7 separate regions of the Mus musculus genome follow, and all the other regions are linked to region 1. Evidence: chromatin contacts called from public ChIA-PET, HiChIP or PLAC-seq and promoter capture Hi-C data. All regions are on one chromosome and are shown on one strand. Each heading gives the region's core, a stretch centred on a gene start, on an enhancer-like site or on the middle of the called end of the contact. The rest is flanking DNA. Distances are from core to core; before and after follow the strand shown.

Region 1 (2,554 bases), core at 39-2,538:
ACTGTAGCTGTCCTCAGACACTCCAGAAAAGGGAGTCAGATCTTGTTACGGATGGTTGTGAGCCACCATGTGGTTGCTGGGATTTGAACTCCTGACCTTCAGAAGAGCAGTCGGGTGCTCTTACCCACTGAGCCATCTCACCAGCCCAGCAAGGACTCTTAACACCTGAGCCATCTCTATAGTTTCTATTTTCTTTTTTAGTTTTTGTTTGTTTGTATTTTTCTGAGGGAGGGTTTTCTCTGTGTAGCCCTGGCTGTCCTGGAACTCTCTTTGTAGACCAGGCTGGCCTCGAACTCAGAAATCTGCCTGTCTCTGCCTCCCGAGTGCTGGGACTAAAGGGGTGCGCCACCATGCCTCAAATTTTCCAAAACAGCTAATCAAAAGTAACAGTGACCACCTAAGAATCCATCTCAGAGTGAACCAAATCATATTAGGTACTGATAGGGAATTAGCTTGCAGTAGCCGAGAAACTGAGCAGAGGCCAGGCAGACATGGGTTAGGATGTGTTACATAGTCTGTGTGGCTCCAGGATGACCTGGTTATCACACTGGGATTCCTTTAACCACTGAATGTGAAGCGATTTTGGAGTTGTTAAACTCTATGTACCTGACTCTCAGTTCTGCCAATTATTTGTTTAAATTTGAATTACATATTTAGTATCTCTGGCCCAACCATATATGTAAAAGCAGGAATATTTATTGCTTGTGGTGAGGATTAAGTTGATATATGTAAAATGCTTAAATTGCCAGGCGCCTAGTAAACAATTTTGAAATACCAGTTATTACCAAATTTGGTAAGTGGTATTTTTGGAAATGATATGTTTTGGGAAATGACAGATTCTTGTTAACCCACGTGCCTTTTGCTTTTCAGTAATCACAGCGGTCAGCTTCCCTAACGGAAAGGTATGAAAGAATTTTCACATAGAAAACTAGGTTGGTTAAAGGTTTAAGGTTATACTGCATTTTGAGGTCAGAAACACACCCAGAAACTATCATTTTCGCCCTAAATACCTCCAGTGAATTCCTTGTAATGAAAGAAAACACTTATCTTAAAGGCTTCTGATTTCAGAGGGAAGCACTTTTTCGTTTTTTTCACCGATTGTAAATAAGGTGTAACAATGTGTTAAGGAACCAGGAATGCAGCAACCAGAGTCCCACAGAAGCCTCCTGCGCAGGCGCAGCTGGCTCTCCCCGTCTCCGACTGGCGCGTGACAGCCGTGCGGTTTACCCTACTTCCAAAGTGGTTTCATTGCGCACGCGCGAACCCACTGCGCGTGCCCGCGCGCCCCTCCCCTGGAGAGCGTGCGCGTGCGCGCGACTCACCTTTCGGCCTGGGGCGCGCGCCCTGGAAAATTCCACTCCCCAGCTCGCTCCGCCCTCTGCGCCTTTTCTCCGGCTCGGTGATCTGCGGCTAGGCTAGCATCCCGGCGGCCTTTGCGCGAGCAAAATGGCGGCCCCCGTACCTCGGGGCTTGTCCTCCTTATACAGGACTTTGGGATGGTGGTCTCGGCAGGTGGGTAGAAATGAAGCGAATGAAATTTTTAGGGACACAAAGAGGAGGATAGAGTAGAGGGGAATAATCATGCTGTGGGCGTTGCTGAGTTTGGACCATACGAGTCAGACTTCATCTGGAGAAGAATTTGAGGTGTATGCGATCCCCTCTAGACAAGTCTCTCTAGACAGCCTAGACGAGGCTGAGCATTAAGCTTCTTTACGTTAATTCTAGTCTTTGGAGAGAAGATGTTAAAAAGGAAAGTAATGGCTTGGAAGATGAACCAGCTCTTTTACATTCTTAAAAAATTTTTTTTTGAAAAGGATAGGAGTTTTGTCTTATCCTAGAGGGAAAAGGTCACCTGACTTCGTAAAAGTTTATTGGTCAGTTAGGAGCTAGAAGCAATTTGCTTCTGAAAAAGCAAAACAGAAGTGTGGGGGAAATGCCAGGGAGATCTTGTTTAATGCTTTAGTAATAGCATTCCACTCTTTTCAGAAATGGGTTAAGTGAGGTTTACAATTAAACTGAAAGTTCTTTGGCACTAGGACCTCTGCTTTAATCATCTCTGTATACAGTAGTACTGCAGAATGTATTAAAGGAAAGTTTTTACTGTTGATTGATGTGAATACAGGTTATTAATTGGCTTGTGGCAAAAGCCATCCCTAGGTGTTCAAAAAGTAATATCGTTTCTCCATAATAGTCATTTCATAACTCCTGAAGCATTCTTTAATGGGATGTCTTTCTATAAGACTTTGCAAACAGTTTGCTCAAGATAGATTTATCCTTTCCAAATCACCTATACGCTAACTTTTTTTTTTCATCTCCCAGCCCATTCTGGTGACTCAGTCCACAACTGTAGTTCAAGTTAAAACCAAAAGCCGTTTTAGACCCCCAACTCCTGAACCCAAGTACAAAACAGAGAAGGAGTTTTTGGAGTATGCCAGGAAAGCGGGATTGGTCATTCCACAGGAACGGTTGGAGCGCCCTATACATTTGGCCTGTACAGGTAAGGAACTATTTCTGGGATCCTGGTTCAGTTCTCTATTGTCAGAGGTCTGGTGTA
Region 2 (2,554 bases), core at 27-2,526, 490 kb before region 1:
TATTCCAACTTTTGAAATCTCATTTCCCCTTTCCTATCATTCTTTCATTCGTTAATTAATTAATTTATTTTTTTAAATAAAAGACCAGCCTAATAGCACAGGCCACTCAGAACGTTGAAACGTTAAGATCAGGGGTTTAAGACCAGCCTGGTTTCAATAGTAAAATAAAAGAATGTCCAGGACAAGGATACAGATCACGGGTGCCTGGTTAGAGGCCCTAGGTCCAATCCCCAGTATGGCAAAATAAAAGAACAGGGTAGGGTACAGGAGGACAGTGGAAGATTGTGGAGCCGTGCTCCACCTGGAATTTGAATTCACAGGTTTTAGCTTTATTCACATGACCTTCTGAGCCAAAGCAGAAGGATATGGCCAAGTTCTCGATCTCACTTGCCAAGTGGGGAGAAGGTAAATTTGCCTTCCCATTTCTGATTTCTACTTTTGAGCTTCCATTAAATTCCTAAACTCCTCTACTGTGGCCCACTATCAACTTCGCTCTAAAGGTGAAGTGGGAGCGACACGTAGGAGACACACACACCCACGAATACCCTCATTCGGTTGAGTAAACATCCCTGCTTTTGAAACCCGCCCGTCCTCGCGCAATTTACTACTAAAACTTCCCAAGAGCCACTTAAAGTTTGAGAGAGCAGACAAAGTTCTTCAAAGCCCACAAGGCCAAAGAGAGAGCGCTCCGGCCCCAGTCCGGTCCCACCCTGCCGTACCCGAGTCTGGATGAGACCAAGCTGCCATGCCCACTCTCGCCGACGCGCCTCCAAGCTTTCTGGGACACGGAGCGACAAGTGCTACTTTGCTGGCCTTGACCCACCCTTAAAAGCGAGCCTCACCCCGCCCTCCGTTCCCCAGGCCCCACCCCGCTCGCGAGCCCAGCCTCACCACGCCCTCCCATGCCCTCGGCCCTTCTCAGTCCAGCCCACCCAGGAACACGCTTTCTGGTCGGCCCCGCGTTTCTTTCCGGCCGTGTCCAGGGCCCGAGCCCGATCAAGACCCCTCTCGGCCTCCCGGGTCCCGCCTCCTGCTCCTCAACCACATCTCGCCGCCCCTTATCCCACAAGCTTTCGGCCCTGTTGCACCGCGGCTATCTCGTTGGGGAAGGGAATTAGAGCAGGTACCCGCTGCTGAGGTCACAGTCTGTCGCTGCCGCCACAGCAGGCCCTCAGCCCAAGTCCCGGCCTCGCCACCGCCGCCGTCGCCGCCACCTCCGGCCGGCCTGGAGCGCCCAGCCTCGGCTTCCCTCCCCGCCCCCTCCTTCCACTGCACTCGGAAACCCGCCCGCCACGGCCACCCCAGAAACAGTTGGTCCAATCAGATAGCCGGGACTAGAGTCGTCACCGGATGTCACTTTGATTGACAGCAAAGAAAACCCAATAGTCGAGTTTGTGTCTGCCCACTCGGCACAGTCCTCCCGAGACTGACGTGGAGAGAAGTCCAATGAGTGTGCAGGCCCGCCCCCCGGTATGGACCCACCAATGAGTGAGGCGAAGGCCCTAGTGTCCGGCATTCTGAACCTCTCCGCTGCGGGTTGGAGGTGGGCGGTGTTGTAAGTTAGGTGATTCTAGCTCATTGTGTGCCTAGGAATGCGGTCCTTTAAGGCAGATAATGGAGCATTGACGCCGGAGCCCGAGATTCCGTCCTTGAGGGTCCCCACGGTGACTTGTAAAAGTCCAGTGAGATCCGAGGGGGGGGCCGAGGCGGAGTACGGAGCATGTGGCTCTGATGGTCGCGACGTTCGTGTCGCCATCTTGAGTCCTGGCAACGGAAACCGGTACCCCCTGTCTGCCTTAGAGCCTGGTGTAACCTGTTCGTCAGGCAGGAAGGGTGGCATCTTGTAGCCCAGGCAACAGTCAGGTCGTGGAAACTGCGGGGCAGACGAGGGCCTTAGAGAAATGTTGGTAGTGTGATAGATAGGACATAGTAACTCGTTTTTGCCATCAAAGAAACACCGGGAAGAGCCCCTCCCCTTCCTCTAACCTCGCACACAGCTTAGTTTTTGCTTTTCAGGAACGTTCCATCGTTGCCAGAGTTCCCCATACAACTATAGTACCAAAACATTTTTTGTGACTCAAATATAAGTGTGCTCTCAACATCATTTATTAGATTCCAAATTACAAAGCCTTTGTGAGATTCTTGTTCAGTGACCCTGTGGTAGGGGCCTGATAACGTTCCCTATAAGTAATTCTGATACAGCTGGTCCGAAGACCACATGTAGGAAATCATTGTATTGAAGTTTGTACTGTGTAGCTGTGGGACAGAGGTGAGATGCCAACTGAGTTCTTGTCTCCTTTTAAGAGGCCATAATCTAGTTGACAGTTCATTATTCGCTGTCCTTGTGCAATTAAGGACAAGGCCAACTGATAATGCAGCAGATAAGTTCACTTCACGCTGTGCTAGGAGAGTTAGCACCAATATGGAGGGGTTCTCAGAATGTAAAGTACGTTTCACAGATATAATATGCACCAAGAATTCAACTGATTCTTACAAAAATTATTAAGCTACCACATACCTTTTTAAATGGAAACAAATTATTTTGAGCTAGTTA
Region 3 (2,554 bases), core at 34-2,533, 450 kb after region 1:
CCCAGCCCACTGTGGGTGGAGCCATCCCTAGGTAGGTGGTCTACCTGTGTAAACAAGGGAAGCTGAGTAAGGCAAGAGAAGCAAGCCAGTAAGCAGCATCCCTCCATGGTTTCTACTTCAGTTCCTGCCTCTGGGTTACAACTTGAGCTGCCTTAATGATGGGCTATAACCTGTAAGATGCAAGAAGCCTTCTCCTCCGACAGTTGCTTTTGATCTTGGTTTTATTACAGAAGTAAACTAATGCACTGTCCATAATAGACAGTTACATGAAGCACATACTAAACTAGACTAACTTTGATGGAGCCCTGCAACTTGATCCAATTAAGGACACCCGGCAAATTCAGCTTAGTGGACAGATACCCAAACTGATGTACTTATTGATTCAATTACCTTCACTTTGAGAAGATCAATAGTGTCCTAATCTAGCTCTCTGCTTCTTGGATATTTCTGCCTTATTTAAGGCATTCCTTCCCCACAAACGAACTACAGGACTTAAGAGCAATTGCCACTTAACATAAAAAAAAAAAAAGTGTTACCGATACCGAAGAAAGCTGCCTCCTCACTACACATCAAAGCAAAACACTGATGTAAGGAAGGAAACAAAGATGGAAAAGATTTGAAATGGACGCCTCTAAACGGCACAGCTCAGGATGGGAAATGACTGAAGCCCACCCTTTCAACAGTCCAGGTCCAGGATACAACTGTGAACTCCTAGCTAAAAAAGGGGGAGCAGGGGAGGCTATGTCCGAAGATAACATACACAAAATAAAGTCTACGTGCCCAAGATCTACCTCCTTCCATACCATGAGTTCAACTGTCCCTTCCCTAACCTTAGACTTCCTGGGAGCCCCCGGGAAGCCCCCGAATCAGCAAATCCTGACAACAGCAAACATTCCTCGCCGCACATCTTCCCGAGGCTCATCTCAGTCCCTCTGTGGGCTTCACCATCCGCTCCCTCTCCATGTTTATCACCCCCTTGTGCTGAAATCAAGACTTCATTACCAGGGTTACCGACTGCTACCCCCGACTTTCACCCCACCCCGGCGCCTGTGGGTCTCGGGCTCAGTCGTCGCTGCCCAGGCCTCTAGCACTTACCAGGTCTCCGCCTCCCATGATGGTGGAGACGGTTCTTCAGTCTGTGGACCTGAAAGATTCAGCGAAGGCAGAGAGGAAACCTAGGGAAACAGTTCAGAGACGGCCTCTCGGGACCTAATCCCTACAGGAACCAGCTGCCCTTTTCCCCGCCCGCTCTAGCTCGCACTTCCGGGGTGGTGTCATATGACTGCGTCAGCGTCTCGGCTCGATGACGTTTGGTATGAGCGCTAAGTCTACGTGAACCTAGAGTCGCAAGTACTTTCTACCCTCCGTCAGTTTTGGTGGCCTCTTTTTGGTTGCCTCACGTAAGCCCCTGGCCCCAACTGTTGAAAAGCCATAGGCGGGTTCTGTTGCCTTGGCAACGCATCAGGGCTCTGCCGTAGAAGCGAGACAGTGTAAGACCTCAGTATCTGCCAACTTAGGCCGCCTCCCCATCTCACCGCTACACCAGGGTTTCCAAACCAGCTTTTCGGCCAGCTCCCTCATTCCCGGCATGTTTTATAGAAATAGATGCTATCAAACAAAATCCCAAAAGCCAGATGTCATGGCACACCCCCAGTCATCTCCCACGCTTGGTAGATGGAAACTGGCCAGCTCTGGCACAAAGTTTGAGATCATTCTGGTCTGGAAATACCTATTTTTATTATTTTATTTATTTTTGTTTCCTAGACAGTGTCTTTCTATGTAAAACCCTGGCTATCTGGGGACAGTGTAGATCAGGCTGGCCTTGAACTCAGATCTATACCACTTGCTTCTGTCACCAGAATGCTGGAATTACAGACTTGCTAAACTATAGCCAGCTTGTGTCTTTATTTTTATTTTTTAAGATTTATTTATGGGCCTGTCAGTAGTGGCACACGCCTTTGGTCCCAGCACTTGGGAGGCAGAGGCAGGCAGATTTCTGAGTTCAAGGCCAGCCTGGTCTACAGAGTGAGTTCCAAGGACAGTCAGAGCTACACAGAGAAACCTTGTCTCAAAAAAAAAAAAAAAAAAAAGAAAGAAAGAAAGAAAGAAAGAAAAGAAAAGAAGAAGAAGAAGAAAAGATTTATATATAAATAAGTACATTGTTGCTGTCTTTAGACACAACAGAAGAGGGTATCAGTTCTCATTATGGATGAGTTTGTGAGTCACCAGGACCTTTTTTATTTTGGTTTTTCAGAGACAGGGTTTCTCTGTGTAGCCCTGGCTGTCCTGGAACTCACTCTGTAGACCAGGCTGGCCTCGAACTCAGAAATCTGCCTGCCTCTGCCTCCTGAGTGCTGGGATTAAAGGCGTGTGCCACCACCCACCCCCCCACACCCACCCCCGGCCACCAGGACCTTTTGAAGAGCAGTCAGTTGTCTTACCCACCAAGCCATCTCGCCAGCCCTTGTGTTTTTATTTTTGAGTTGTTAGAATTAAAGAACTGGAGTGATGGCTCAGCCATTAAGAACACTGGCTCCGAGCTGGTCGTGGTGGC
Region 4 (2,554 bases), core at 18-2,517, 430 kb after region 1:
AATCCGAAGGAGACCCGACCCGTTATCCTCCCCCCACCCACCCCCATTCTAAACTTGTGGCTGGTGGAGTCAGCACCTCAGGTCTTTTCACTTCCTCTGTTTGCTCTCAGTGTAGGGACTCACAAAGAAACGGTGAGAAGGCAGAGAGCAAGCCACCGAAAGAGAGCAGATCCCAAACAAACAGCACATAAACAGAGCCAACCAGCTAACGTCGGCCACATCCAACTTCTTGGCAGAGGCTGCTGCACCATCCCAAAGCACCCAGGACCCAAAGGACCACTCATCTGAGACAGTAATCACCATTATCACACCCTGGAAAACCATACGAGAAGTCAATGGCTTTGAAACATCACAGAAGAACGAGGAAGATACATTATTTCCATAACCAAGTCTACACTCCCTCGGGCCTTGTGCTCGCACTTATCCTTCATCCATGGGAACACAAGTCAAGTGTCTGTGGTTTGGAGAAGTCTCTGCTTCTCCAGTTGATACGTCTTCATGAAGAAGAAGAAGAAAAAAAGGAAACCCAGAGAGGATGTCCACAGTCAGGGGTAAGGAGGCCTAGAAGATGGGAAACTTTGAGCAGCCATACCACCCAAAGGACCACAAACAGGAACATTCAGGCAAGCCAGTCCCACTTGCCCTGTCAACTGAGCAATGATGTGGTAGCCAGCTATAAGAGACAAGCGGAATAGCCATGCAACAAACACGCTGAGGGTAGAAGCAGCGTCGTTGCAGCACCCAGGCCTTCCCTCGGAAGCTCCGGGGTTGCACGGAGCCAGCATACGGACACAAGAAGCCAGAGGGGCTGGAGCGAAGGGGAAACGACGACGGCATAGCACGGGGACACCAGGCCTCGCGTGGCGAACGGGGAGTGCACGCCCGGCCGGACAGCGTGCACGGGTGGGCGGGCATGCAAGTGGCTCGGCGGAAGGGTTGCAGGCGTCACCCGCGGGGCGAGCGTGGCGAGGCCGGAGGGAGTGGGGGCGCGCACGGGGAAGCTGGTTACCGTGTGGTTCACCCCCCACATCAGGACGCTGAGAATCGGCTCGCTGGCCCGGAATAGCTTCACTTTCTGGCACACGAAATGCTTCTTCTTGGTCTTGGTTTTGCTGGCGCTGAGCGGCGCCACCGCCACCGCCGTGGTGCTGGTGCAGTTGGACGACATGCCCGGGGCGGCGGCGGCGGCGAAAGGGGGGGCGGCGGAGACAGCGCACCAGCGAGCGGCCCCAGGCCTCCCCCGAACCGATCCCCACCCCCGCTGCCTCACCGAGCCATGGTCGCGCCCGTCCCGTTACCTCCCCACCCCGCCCCGGTGGTTCCGTCCGCCCCACGCCCCGCCCTCGCTGCGCCGGCCCGCCCCGCCCCGCCCCGCCCCGGGGAGCAGGCCAGCCTGATCCTCACCCCGCCCCCGGGCGGCACCGCCCACTGGATCCCGGCTCTCCCCTCCCCGTCGGAATGGTACCGCCCGTCCCCGGGCGCTTGCAGCTGCCCCGCCCACTCCTCCTCTCCCGGCCTGAAGGGAACCCAGCCGGCTTCACGCGGGGGAACGAGGAAGACTGGGGATGGACAGCCTCGAGGCACTCGGCAAGAAGGGCTCCCTACTCGGACACCCTCAAGGCCGGGCTTTGACTTTGCCTCCACATGAAGTACTAAAATGGCGGCAGCGCCGCCGCTTCGGGAGGGGAAGAGGGGCCGGCATGAGAAGAAGCTGGAACATACCATCTCCACCCCGGGGGACAGAGGAGTAACGCGGCAAAGGGGAAAGGAAGTCCTGCCTAGAAAACCAGGGACCGCCCCCTCGCTCCACCCAAGCGTGGATCTTCCCACTCCCCTGGGCCGACGGCTCGCTCCACCCGCAAGGTACGCCCCCTTTCCCGGGGGCCAATCAGAGGAGCAGGCCGGGAATCCTAGGTTTTATGAATGGGCCGCGCGCCCACCCACCTGCCGCCTAGCCTCCTCTATCCCGATGGTCAAGTTTAGACACCACTAGCATCTGTAGACGCGTATTGTAATAATCCTTTCATTCTTGCTCCAAGAAATCTCGAATAAACTGCCCATGGTTTATTATGTAATTCCACTTGGTCGAAGGGTCTCTGTATCCGACACAAATCACAGGTCAACACTTGGGATATCAAGACTCAGTACCAGGCACGTGGTAGATCGCTCTACACAGTTACAAAAATAAATGTAGCCTTTATTACCAAGTAATAAAATAAAAGCCATAATTAACTATAACATAGGGCAGAAGGATGAGATGATTAAATGAATAATGTTATATTGTCTGGGGAGAAACTGAGTTTTAAGAATTACAGTGCCAGCCGGTCGTGGTGGCGCATGCCTTTAATCCCAGCACTTGGGAGGCAGAGGCAGGCAGATTTCTGAGTTCAAGGCCAGCCTGGTCTACAGAGTGAGTTCCAGGACAGCCAGGGCTATCTATACTGAGAAACCCTGTCTCAAAAAGTAACAACAACAATAATTACAGTGACTGGAATTTTAGTGCTTAAATCCAAACATATTTTAGGAGAAATTAGGAACTGGTAGAACAACGAAA
Region 5 (2,554 bases), core at 34-2,533, 400 kb before region 1:
TAATTTCTCTCAAGCAACAACAGTATCAGAAATTCTGACTCTGAGTTCTTCTCAAGTTGTCAGAAAGGAAAACAGCAGACACCAGAATTCCTCCAGGGGCTGAGGTCGGCAAACACCCTCTTAAGGACGTGTTACCAGTGGACTGGCGTATCTGGTGAACACAAGGGCCAGGGGCTGTACACACCCCCAGAAGTGACAGAATGAGGGATGTAAGCCAGATGCAGAGACTGCCTGGTCACTAAAAGGTCTTCTTGTCTCTCTGTCATTTTCTTTTGAAATAGTGTCTCTCCATGTAGTCCTGGCTGCCCTGGTGCTTGCTATGTGGCCAAGGCCTGCCTCTGCCTTCTGAGTGCTAAGACTAAAGGTTTTTTGGGGGGGTGGGGGTGGGGGGCGGGGAGTACTAGGCTGGTACTTGCTATGCAAGCCAGGCTGTCTGAGAACTGCCACCAATCCTCCTGCCTCGGCCTCCCAAGTATTATGGTTACCAGTGTGAACCACCATGGTTGGCATAAAAGGTCTGTATGTGAGTCTTAGGGCCCTCTTCTCCCTAAATCCAAGGAGAGAAACTTTTTAAATAGATGGGAGAGGATTACCCACCCCAAATAATGCAAAATGCATGAAGACAGAACCAAACAGACTTAGGTTTCAAATGGATCAGCCATTTGCTTAACTGTCCATCTTTAACACTATCCATTTGTCCTGTGTGCCTGAATACGATTTGATACTACGTGAGAAACGTTAAAAGTAGAAAACACGGAGCCAGTACAGACTTTCCATGCTTCCTTCCTTGCAGAGCAAACAGTTCGCTGGAGTAAAGCACCTCAGCTGGGACTTTCACAGCTCCTGGCTGCTGGTTGGTGACAGGGGGCAACTAGCAGACCTCCCCCGAGAGCCGACCGCGCGGGGGCGCCCTCTCCTACCGAGCAGCTTGCTGGTCTGGATGTCGATGGGCACGTGCTGATGGTCCTGGTGGGAAATACGACCGGGAGGGAGGGCGTGAACGCGGGAAGGCGATGCGCCTCGCGCGCGCTCATTCCACGAGTCCAACCGCCACCCTGCAGGGGCAGAGCACCCGACAGAGGACGGGAGGACTTGAGGAGGCAGGACAGGAATCCCAGAGAAGACCCAGTTTCTCCAGCCCTGGTCCCCACACCTGCATCCTTTCTCCACTTCCGCTTCCGGCCAAAGACCCCGGCCCAGCCTAGCACCAATCCTGAGCGGCTGTGCTTGAGCCTCAGTTCCGAAACAAACCGGCCTCCTTCAGCCACGTCGCCGTCTTCAGCGGAGCCAATCCAAGACCACGCTCCGCCCCTCTGCTGAAAGCCCCGCCCATCACGATGTTCTGATTGGTTGAGTACCGGAGGGGCGGGAGAATAGCTGACAGCCAATGGAAGGCGAGAGGCGGGCTCCGGCCGGGTGATCTCCAGGAAGGGATGTTACACTTGCACGATGGCGGTAGGGGGCACCCAAGAGCCGTTTTAGGCTGCTTTTTCATCAGCCTGGCGCGGAGCCCCCAGCTAGAGAACGAACACATGCGCGGAACAGGTCCTAGCACCTTCCCGATGGCGTTTCGAAAGTAGTTAAAAAAAATACTTTCTTCCCACCATTTTCTCCCTTTACCACATATAGAAGGTCACAGGTCTCTTGAGGCTCTCGTCACATTTTGTCCTCCCATTTATGATAAATACGATTTTTGAGCACCCGATTCTTGTTGGACGACTGGGACAGGGAAGGGAGAGGAAGCAACACTCATTGAATAGTAAACAAAAAGTTGCGTGGTGGCACACGCCTTTAATCCCAGCAGGGAGGCAGAGGCAGGCGGATTTCTGAGTTCGAGGCCAGCCTGATCTACAAAGTGAGTTCCAGGACAGCCAGGGCTATACAGAGAAACCCTGTCTCGAAAAGCCAAAAAAAAAAAAAAAAAAAAAAAAAAAAGTTGCAGAAGGAAGGATGATGGCGGGTGTTCCTGGTGGAGTGGAAAGGCTGTTTCTGATGGAAGAGACTGCACAAACTTTAAAACTACAGCTGCAAGAGTGGTTCAGGGAAAGACAAGCAGGGGAGACCGGCAAAATATACGTGGTCCAAGACAAAGTGAAGTGCAAGGTCCCTTGTTTCACGAGGGATCTCAAGAGGACACTACACAGGTCTCCCACCTATAGCTGACCTCAGACCCACCTCTATACAGTAAAAGGTTTAAGGCAGTGACCCGGGAGGAGGCTGTAAAAATATAAGGATCGTAACAAAGAGTCCCTCATTAAGGAACTTGGACTTCACACTGCAGACAGAGAGGAACCACTGAAGGGTTTGGTACAAGGAAGGACATAACACATATTGGTTAGGAGGATGGGCTAATGGGCAATAAGGCTGTGTCCAGAGCAACTAGGAGGCTGTAAGGGAGAGGTTGGGCCTCACCTAGGTCAGAAGCTGTAGGGAGGAGATAAGCAGAATTTAGGAGGAAAACAGACAGGCGTTGGCAATAGATTGGCCAAATGGGTGAGGAGGGAGGACTCAAACATGACACTCAAGCTGGGCAGTGGCGGCACACGCCTTCAAT
Region 6 (2,554 bases), core at 38-2,537, 370 kb before region 1:
ACGGCCCAGTAAGTCCCTGAGTCTCCTAAGGAGGAAGGGATGAACCAGGGCTGGAGTGTGCTGAAGTTCCTGTGGGTCACCTCATTCTTTTTCATGAAGTAGTTCTAAGGTTTCACAAGAGCCTACATCTCAGTCAAGCACTCCTGCAGATGTTCACGGATAAGCACACTTGGCCACTGTAGCTCTGGATCCCAATCCCAGAACTGATCTCTTGGTCCCTGACCTGAGTGGGGAGAAGATCATGATGAGGGAGGTTAAAACGAAGAGCTTCCAGGTTAGCCTTGAACTCACTGTGTAGCCGGACCCTGAACTCTGGATCCACTGTGCCTAGTTCATTTGGTGCCAAAGGTGGAACCCAGAACCCTCATACACACCAGGCAAGACTCCACAACACTCAGCTACAAGCCCAGCTTCCGCTCCTTTATAAATTTATATCACGTTTATGACTGTTTTAAGCATTTTACAAATGCCTAAATATAGACTGGTAAAGACATCTACCACGAAACCTGACAACCTGAGTTCATTCCTGGTGACCTACGACATGGTGGGAAAAAAAAAAAAACAAAAACAAAAACCAAAAAACTCCTGAAAGTTGTCGCCTGTCATACATGTATAAACACATGTACACTCTAAATGTATAAAAATGTAAAAAATGAGAAAACCCCCAAACCCACAGCATCCTTGTGAAGTAGGTATCACCACTTTACAGGTGGATAAACTGAGGCCCAAAGAGCATAAATTGTCCACAGCGAGACAGTCAGAAAAGGGCTGGGTTCCAACACAGGTGGGTTCTGATGTCAAGGGGTCTATGAGTACACGTTAATCCACGGTTCCCCTGAGGCCCTCCCCAGTAGCTGTCTCTGAAACCCTCTTCTCCCATCAGGGTGACCCCTAAATCCCGTTGCCTTGTAAGTGGCCCCTGAAAGCACAAGGCGCTCCTCCAACCCTTTGCTAATTTAGGGACACCCCCTTTCCGTGTCCCGGCGGCAGCGGCAGCACCTCTCGATCCCCGCGGTAACTCTTGCGCATTGGTCCCAGGTCCATGACTGCACCCCGACAGCACAGGTGACGGAGGTAGCCCGTCCACTTCGCAGGTCTCCTGAACGTCACAGTGACGCTCAGCAGCCCGCACGTCATGTAAGCAGTCGGCCACGTGACCCAGCGTCGCCTGGCCCTGGGTTCGGAACCAATTGCTCAGCCTGTGTGTCTAGCCTGGGAAGGAAGAATTTACTAGAGCCCCAGACAAGCTAGTAAGTCCTAAGTTCTCGGAACCAAGGTGCCTAGGATCAACCAATAGCTGTCCAGGACCAGAGCAGGGATCCATACCTGGAGAGCTTATTGGTTTGAGTTACCTGGAGCGAGACCAATTAGAGCGGGAATGAAGGAACCCAGCAGCCAATGGGCAGCGCCTCCAGGGGCGGGAGCAGAGAGACAAGGAAATGCTGTCACCGCCGTTTAAGAAGCACGTGGAGGTTTGTTAAAGGTATAGGGACAGCAGCCAAGGCGAGGGCGGGGCGAAGTCTCGGGGCTGGAGAGGAGAGGTCCGCAGTAAGTGGCCGGCCAGTGGCGGGCTACTGAAGAAGAACGTAGGGCAGGGATCCCCTCCTGGCGCAGCGGAGGTTGGAAGACTGGGCAAGAAAACATGGTTTGGGGGCCGGACTCGGAAGCAAAGGTGTTAGGGACACAGGGAGAGACTGAGGGAGAAGATTGTGGCTTGAGAGTAAGGAGAGACTGAAACTGCCTTGTAAACCGCAGGGCAGGTGCTGAGGGTCGTGGTGGTGGGCTGATACTCTGGGGACTGGGGAAGCACTCTGGGGTCAGGAAGGAGACTCTGAGGCGAGAAGGGAGTCAGCTGAATAGAAAGAAGACAGAAATTGGAATCAGGCTACCCCAGAGCAGAATGGTCTTCCCTTCTAACTTGTAACCCTTTCCTAAGGGTTGGGCTGGGCTCAGGGCATCCTATACCCAATGCAGTGGAGTTACTACTAGCCACTGCTCTAACAGATGGAAGGGCTGTCCCTTTCCTAAACCTCTTTCAACTTGGTTATTTCCTCCTTTTCATATTTCTTCTTGTTGTTGTTGCTGTTTTTATTTCTTTGTTGTTCCTTTCTAGGTAGTGGGAGGCATAGTTTTTGGCAATAGCCAGCCAAGGATACAGGGAACAGGTGCGGCGCCTGCACGCTGACTTCACGTGGTGGATGTCTGGCTGAGAGAGAAGTAGGAAATCCTCACAACGCTTCTTCCAGCTTTGATCTGCCTGGGGCAGCCCGTGGTGGAAGATGACTCTGTAGCCCTGGTGTCTACCAGTATCCGGAGTGGGAGCCCCAAGAGCCATGTAGACAGGCACCCAGCACTGTGCCAGGTAAGAGACCTTCTTGGCCTGCCTTGGTGTCTGCAGTGGGAACTCATTATCCTCTGTCTACAGCTTGAGCCAGCGCAATCTGCTGCACAGAAGCAAGAGGAAGGAAGCTTGCTGAGAAAAGTGGTGCATGCCTGCCGGTTGTCTCAGCACTTAGACTAAGGCCAGCCTTGGCTACATAGTAAACGTGAGGCT
Region 7 (2,554 bases), core at 23-2,522, 340 kb before region 1:
GGAACAGCTGTAGCCTGTTCCTGCCAGTACACACTGAAAAGTTAATCGCCTTTCTACAATGAAATCTGTATAAAGGGGACCCTTGGGCCAATTCCTGGCTCACAGACCACTGGCTATGGTCTGCCTCTCTCCTCGTTGACAGGCCTCTACAGGCCCAAACTTTTATTTTGATATGTAATAATCCTGTAACCTCCTAAAAATGGGGAAAGTTCAGGAGAAAAAACCAAACAGAGTCCCCCTGGATCATGTTAGTTATGAAACGATTAAACATGACAGGCTATTAGAATCAAAACCAAGGAATGTAGAGAGGACAGGTTTCTCAGTCGCCCAGCGCAAAAGACAGTTCCTTTTCTACTAAAACTAGAATAAGGCACTGGGAAAGAAACCTAAGAAGGAAGGGAAGATTCTGAGCACCCTTAAGCCAGCAACGCGGATGAAGAAAAGCATCTATTTTATTTCTTAGGTCATCTGTTACGAGCGATAGCGCCTACGCTTTTTTGGAATTCCAGTGCATTTTTGCCCAACCCCCCCACCCCCCGCAAGGGGCATCGGGCCATAGCCTGGGAGCTCTGTCCACAAGTTCTCCAAACTTCTAAAATTCCAAGAGCTTGCAGATACTAGCCGCAGGCTCAAGGATCCAGGTATAAACATTAAAAGTCGGTTTTTCGTTCAGCAGTCATCTGCCTAGGGCGTTCCCTCCAATCCTGCCACCCTCTGGGACTGCGGTGGCCCGGCCAGCAGGCTGCAGTTCAGACCAGCAGGGCCCATCTGACTGGCACCACCTGGGTCCCAAGCCTGGGCTGCCCACAGGACGAGCCCGAGGGGGCGTCGGCCGCCTGCGTGGAGCAAACTCGGGCGCAGGCTGAAGGCCCGGCGCGACCCAAGCTGAGGGGGCGAAGGGGGTTATCAGGCTCGCCCTGCTGCCCCCGCCGCCTGCCAGCCCCGGAAGCGCCGCCCTCCCGCCCGGGGCTCCGAGGGGCGGGGAGTCTAACGCCCCCTTCCGGGTGCCTCCGCCCGGCCGGCCAGCCGCGCTCCTCCTCCGGGCGGGAATCCTTCCTCCCCCGCCCCTCCCGTAGCCGGGCCCCGGCGCCAGTCCCAGTCCCAGGGGGGCACCCCCGGTTCCGGCCTCCCCTCCCCGAGGCCTCTGTCCGTCTTCCCGACCCTTGAGGGCCGGGAAGACGCCGCCGGCAGACGCCAGGACCCACCGCTCATTACGACATCTTCCTCCCTGGCCTCCGCCGCCTCCGCCGCCACCGAGAGCCTGACACCGCCCGCCTAGCACCCGCCAATCCCGGAGCCCGCCACCGCCCGAGCGACGGCAGCTTTTACCAATGAACGCTTGGTACATTGGGGACCGACAGCATTTTCAACCAATCATTGGGAAGCATCTAGAGTGACGTTGGTCTGGCCAATAGAACTGTGAAGTGTCATTGATAGACGGTAGGAGTCGCCAACCGGAAATCAACGGGGGAATGAACGACGTATCCTTTAGCCAACTGGCGGGAGGCAAAGTCCCGCCTGCTAGGAGGTTGATGGACAGCAACAGGAAGCTGGGTGAGGAGGGGCTTAGCCGAGAAGTGTTTTTGTATTGGTCGTAATTGACCTTCCACCCACCTCTAACCCAGCAGATAAGTGATAGATCTGCCCTAAAGCCAATCAGAAGTGCTACTGTGAAATGCCCCGTAAAGAGCTTATACATCTCTCAATACAGTCTGGCATGGTGAGTCTCAAGTGTAGCTGTCGGATACGCGGTGCCCGGCCCCCAGTGAGCGCATCGCCTTCACCTCAGGCCCTCGCCCGCCATCCATCGCCTCTCGAGAGTCGACGACCTGGCAGGAGTTGGGTTACCTGGCACTTCCTAGAGGGAATTGTCATTATGTCATCTCAAGCCCCTGTTAATCTTCACCAATGTTTCGCAGAGCTTCCCTGATCCTCTCAGCTTCAGACAGGCGTGTTTGAGCCTTTATCAAAAGCAGATCCCTAGGGTCGTCCCTAGTTACATTTGCTATTTCCCGGGGGGCGGGGTGTGTGTGCCTAGAATCTGCATTTTAGCCTGCGCCTCAGGTGGGCAGAATTGCACGCTGGCATCCTAGCGACCCTGCTTGGTCTCTGCTTCATCTCCTCCTGTATGAGGGGCCGTGCTTGACAGGCACCACAGGTAGGTTTAGCTTTCTCTTCCAGGCCCTCTGCGAACGACTAACTTAGGCAAGCTGTACGTAGCACTCAGAGGGAATTCACGCTGGCTTGAGACCTGCGTGGGTAGGAAACCCCACACCCCATCTGCAGTGGACCCTTAGACTCTTGTTGAAGCCAGAGCACTCACACATCCACCTCATAGTACCACCCTTCCTGGTTGGTTTTGTTTTGTTGTTTTAACCCACAGTGAGAAAAAAATGTTTTACATCCAGTAAATTAACTTATAAGAACATGTAACAAAGCTTCCCAAATCAACATTTGAGAGACATTGATCGCAGGTAGATGAGACACATACATCCCTGCTGGGGTCTTATTTGCTGAGGATCAAGTCCCCAACACTAAGCATGAACTGTATAAA

Evidence for each region. ChIA-PET counts read pairs in DNA pulled down with a chosen protein or histone mark. HiChIP or PLAC-seq counts read pairs in DNA pulled down with a chosen protein or histone mark. Capture Hi-C pulls out chosen DNA fragments and counts their contacts.
Region 2: an H3K4me3 HiChIP or PLAC-seq map of embryonic stem cells shows a contact between it and region 1, with 10 read pairs. The contact joins the promoter of Nfe2l1 here to the promoter of Mrpl45 in region 1. A contact is called at or near these places in 2 of 39 promoter capture datasets (the 3T3-L1 cell line and pre-B cells) and 3 of 115 datasets of contacts at active chromatin or transcription factors (embryonic stem cells, memory CD8 T cells and pancreatic cancer cells).
Region 3: an H3K27ac HiChIP or PLAC-seq map of embryonic stem cells shows a contact between it and region 1, with 5 read pairs. The contact joins the promoter of Cwc25 here to the promoter of Mrpl45 in region 1. A contact is called at or near these places in 1 of 39 promoter capture datasets (liver), 1 of 484 Hi-C or Micro-C datasets (CD4 T cells) and 3 of 115 datasets of contacts at active chromatin or transcription factors (embryonic stem cells, pancreatic cancer cells and stem cell-derived neural progenitor cells).
Region 4: a contact with region 1 is called in a FOXA1 HiChIP or PLAC-seq map of pancreatic cancer cells. The contact joins the promoter of Pip4k2b here to the promoter of Mrpl45 in region 1. A contact is called at or near these places in 2 of 39 promoter capture datasets (liver and pre-B cells), 1 of 484 Hi-C or Micro-C datasets (embryonic stem cells) and 2 of 115 datasets of contacts at active chromatin or transcription factors (embryonic stem cells and pancreatic cancer cells).
Region 5: a FOXA1 HiChIP or PLAC-seq map of pancreatic cancer cells shows a contact between it and region 1. The contact joins the promoter of Cdk5rap3 here to the promoter of Mrpl45 in region 1. A contact is called at or near these places in 2 of 484 Hi-C or Micro-C datasets (embryonic stem cells and muscle stem cells) and 1 of 115 datasets of contacts at active chromatin or transcription factors (pancreatic cancer cells).
Region 6: a contact with region 1 is called in an RNA polymerase II ChIA-PET map of memory CD8 T cells, with 11 read pairs. The contact joins the promoter of Pnpo here to the promoter of Mrpl45 in region 1. A contact is called at or near these places in 1 of 39 promoter capture datasets (stem cell-derived epiblast-like cells), 2 of 484 Hi-C or Micro-C datasets (B cells and embryonic stem cells) and 1 of 115 datasets of contacts at active chromatin or transcription factors (memory CD8 T cells).
Region 7: a promoter capture Hi-C map of adipose tissue shows a contact between it and region 1. The contact joins the promoter of Sp2 here to the promoter of Mrpl45 in region 1. A contact is called at or near these places in 7 of 39 promoter capture datasets (the 3T3-L1 cell line, 3T3-L1-derived adipocytes, cranial neural crest and 3 more), 4 of 484 Hi-C or Micro-C datasets (Sertoli cells, embryonic stem cells and uterus), 6 of 115 datasets of contacts at active chromatin or transcription factors (the SCID.adh cell line, bone marrow-derived macrophages, embryonic limb bud and 3 more) and 1 of 9 other capture datasets (adipose tissue).

Annotation. Positions count from the first base shown.
Region 1 is chr11:97,314,428-97,316,981 of GRCm38.p6, forward strand. Mrpl45 (mitochondrial ribosomal protein L45) reads left to right here and starts at 1,289. Exons shown (of 8, transcript NM_025927.4): 1 at 1,289-1,512; 2 at 2,320-2,497. The coding sequence starts at 1,447.
Region 2 is chr11:96,828,692-96,831,245 of GRCm38.p6, forward strand. Nfe2l1 (nuclear factor, erythroid derived 2,-like 1) reads right to left here and starts at 1,277. Exons shown (of 5, transcript NM_008686.3): 1 at 1,128-1,277.
Region 3 is chr11:97,765,330-97,767,883 of GRCm38.p6, forward strand. It overlaps Cwc25 (CWC25 spliceosome-associated protein), which reads right to left and starts at 1,284. Exons shown (of 10, transcript NM_026186.4): 1 at 1,096-1,284. The coding sequence starts at 1,113.
Region 4 is chr11:97,743,437-97,745,990 of GRCm38.p6, forward strand. Pip4k2b (phosphatidylinositol-5-phosphate 4-kinase, type II, beta) reads right to left here and starts at 1,268. Exons shown (of 10, transcript NM_054051.1): 1 at 1,010-1,268. The coding sequence starts at 1,168. It overlaps Cwc25 (CWC25 spliceosome-associated protein), which reads right to left. Exons shown (of 10, transcript NM_026186.4): 10 at 2,034-2,554. Mir8102 (microRNA 8102) reads left to right here and starts at 1,461; the gene lies at 1,461-1,599.
Region 5 is chr11:96,915,231-96,917,784 of GRCm38.p6, forward strand. Cdk5rap3 (CDK5 regulatory subunit associated protein 3) reads right to left here and starts at 1,284. Exons shown (of 14, transcript NM_030248.2): 1 at 1,154-1,284; 2 at 921-966. The coding sequence starts at 1,159.
Region 6 is chr11:96,942,732-96,945,285 of GRCm38.p6, forward strand. Pnpo (pyridoxine 5'-phosphate oxidase) reads right to left here and starts at 1,288. Exons shown (of 7, transcript NM_134021.2): 1 at 1,000-1,288. The coding sequence starts at 1,137. It overlaps D030028A08Rik (RIKEN cDNA D030028A08 gene), which reads left to right and starts at 1,415. Exons shown (of 6, transcript NR_003293.3): 1 at 1,415-1,483; 2 at 2,114-2,362.
Region 7 is chr11:96,976,416-96,978,969 of GRCm38.p6, forward strand. Sp2 (Sp2 transcription factor) reads right to left here and starts at 1,273. Exons shown (of 7, transcript NM_001080964.2): 1 at 1,206-1,273. The coding sequence starts at 1,212.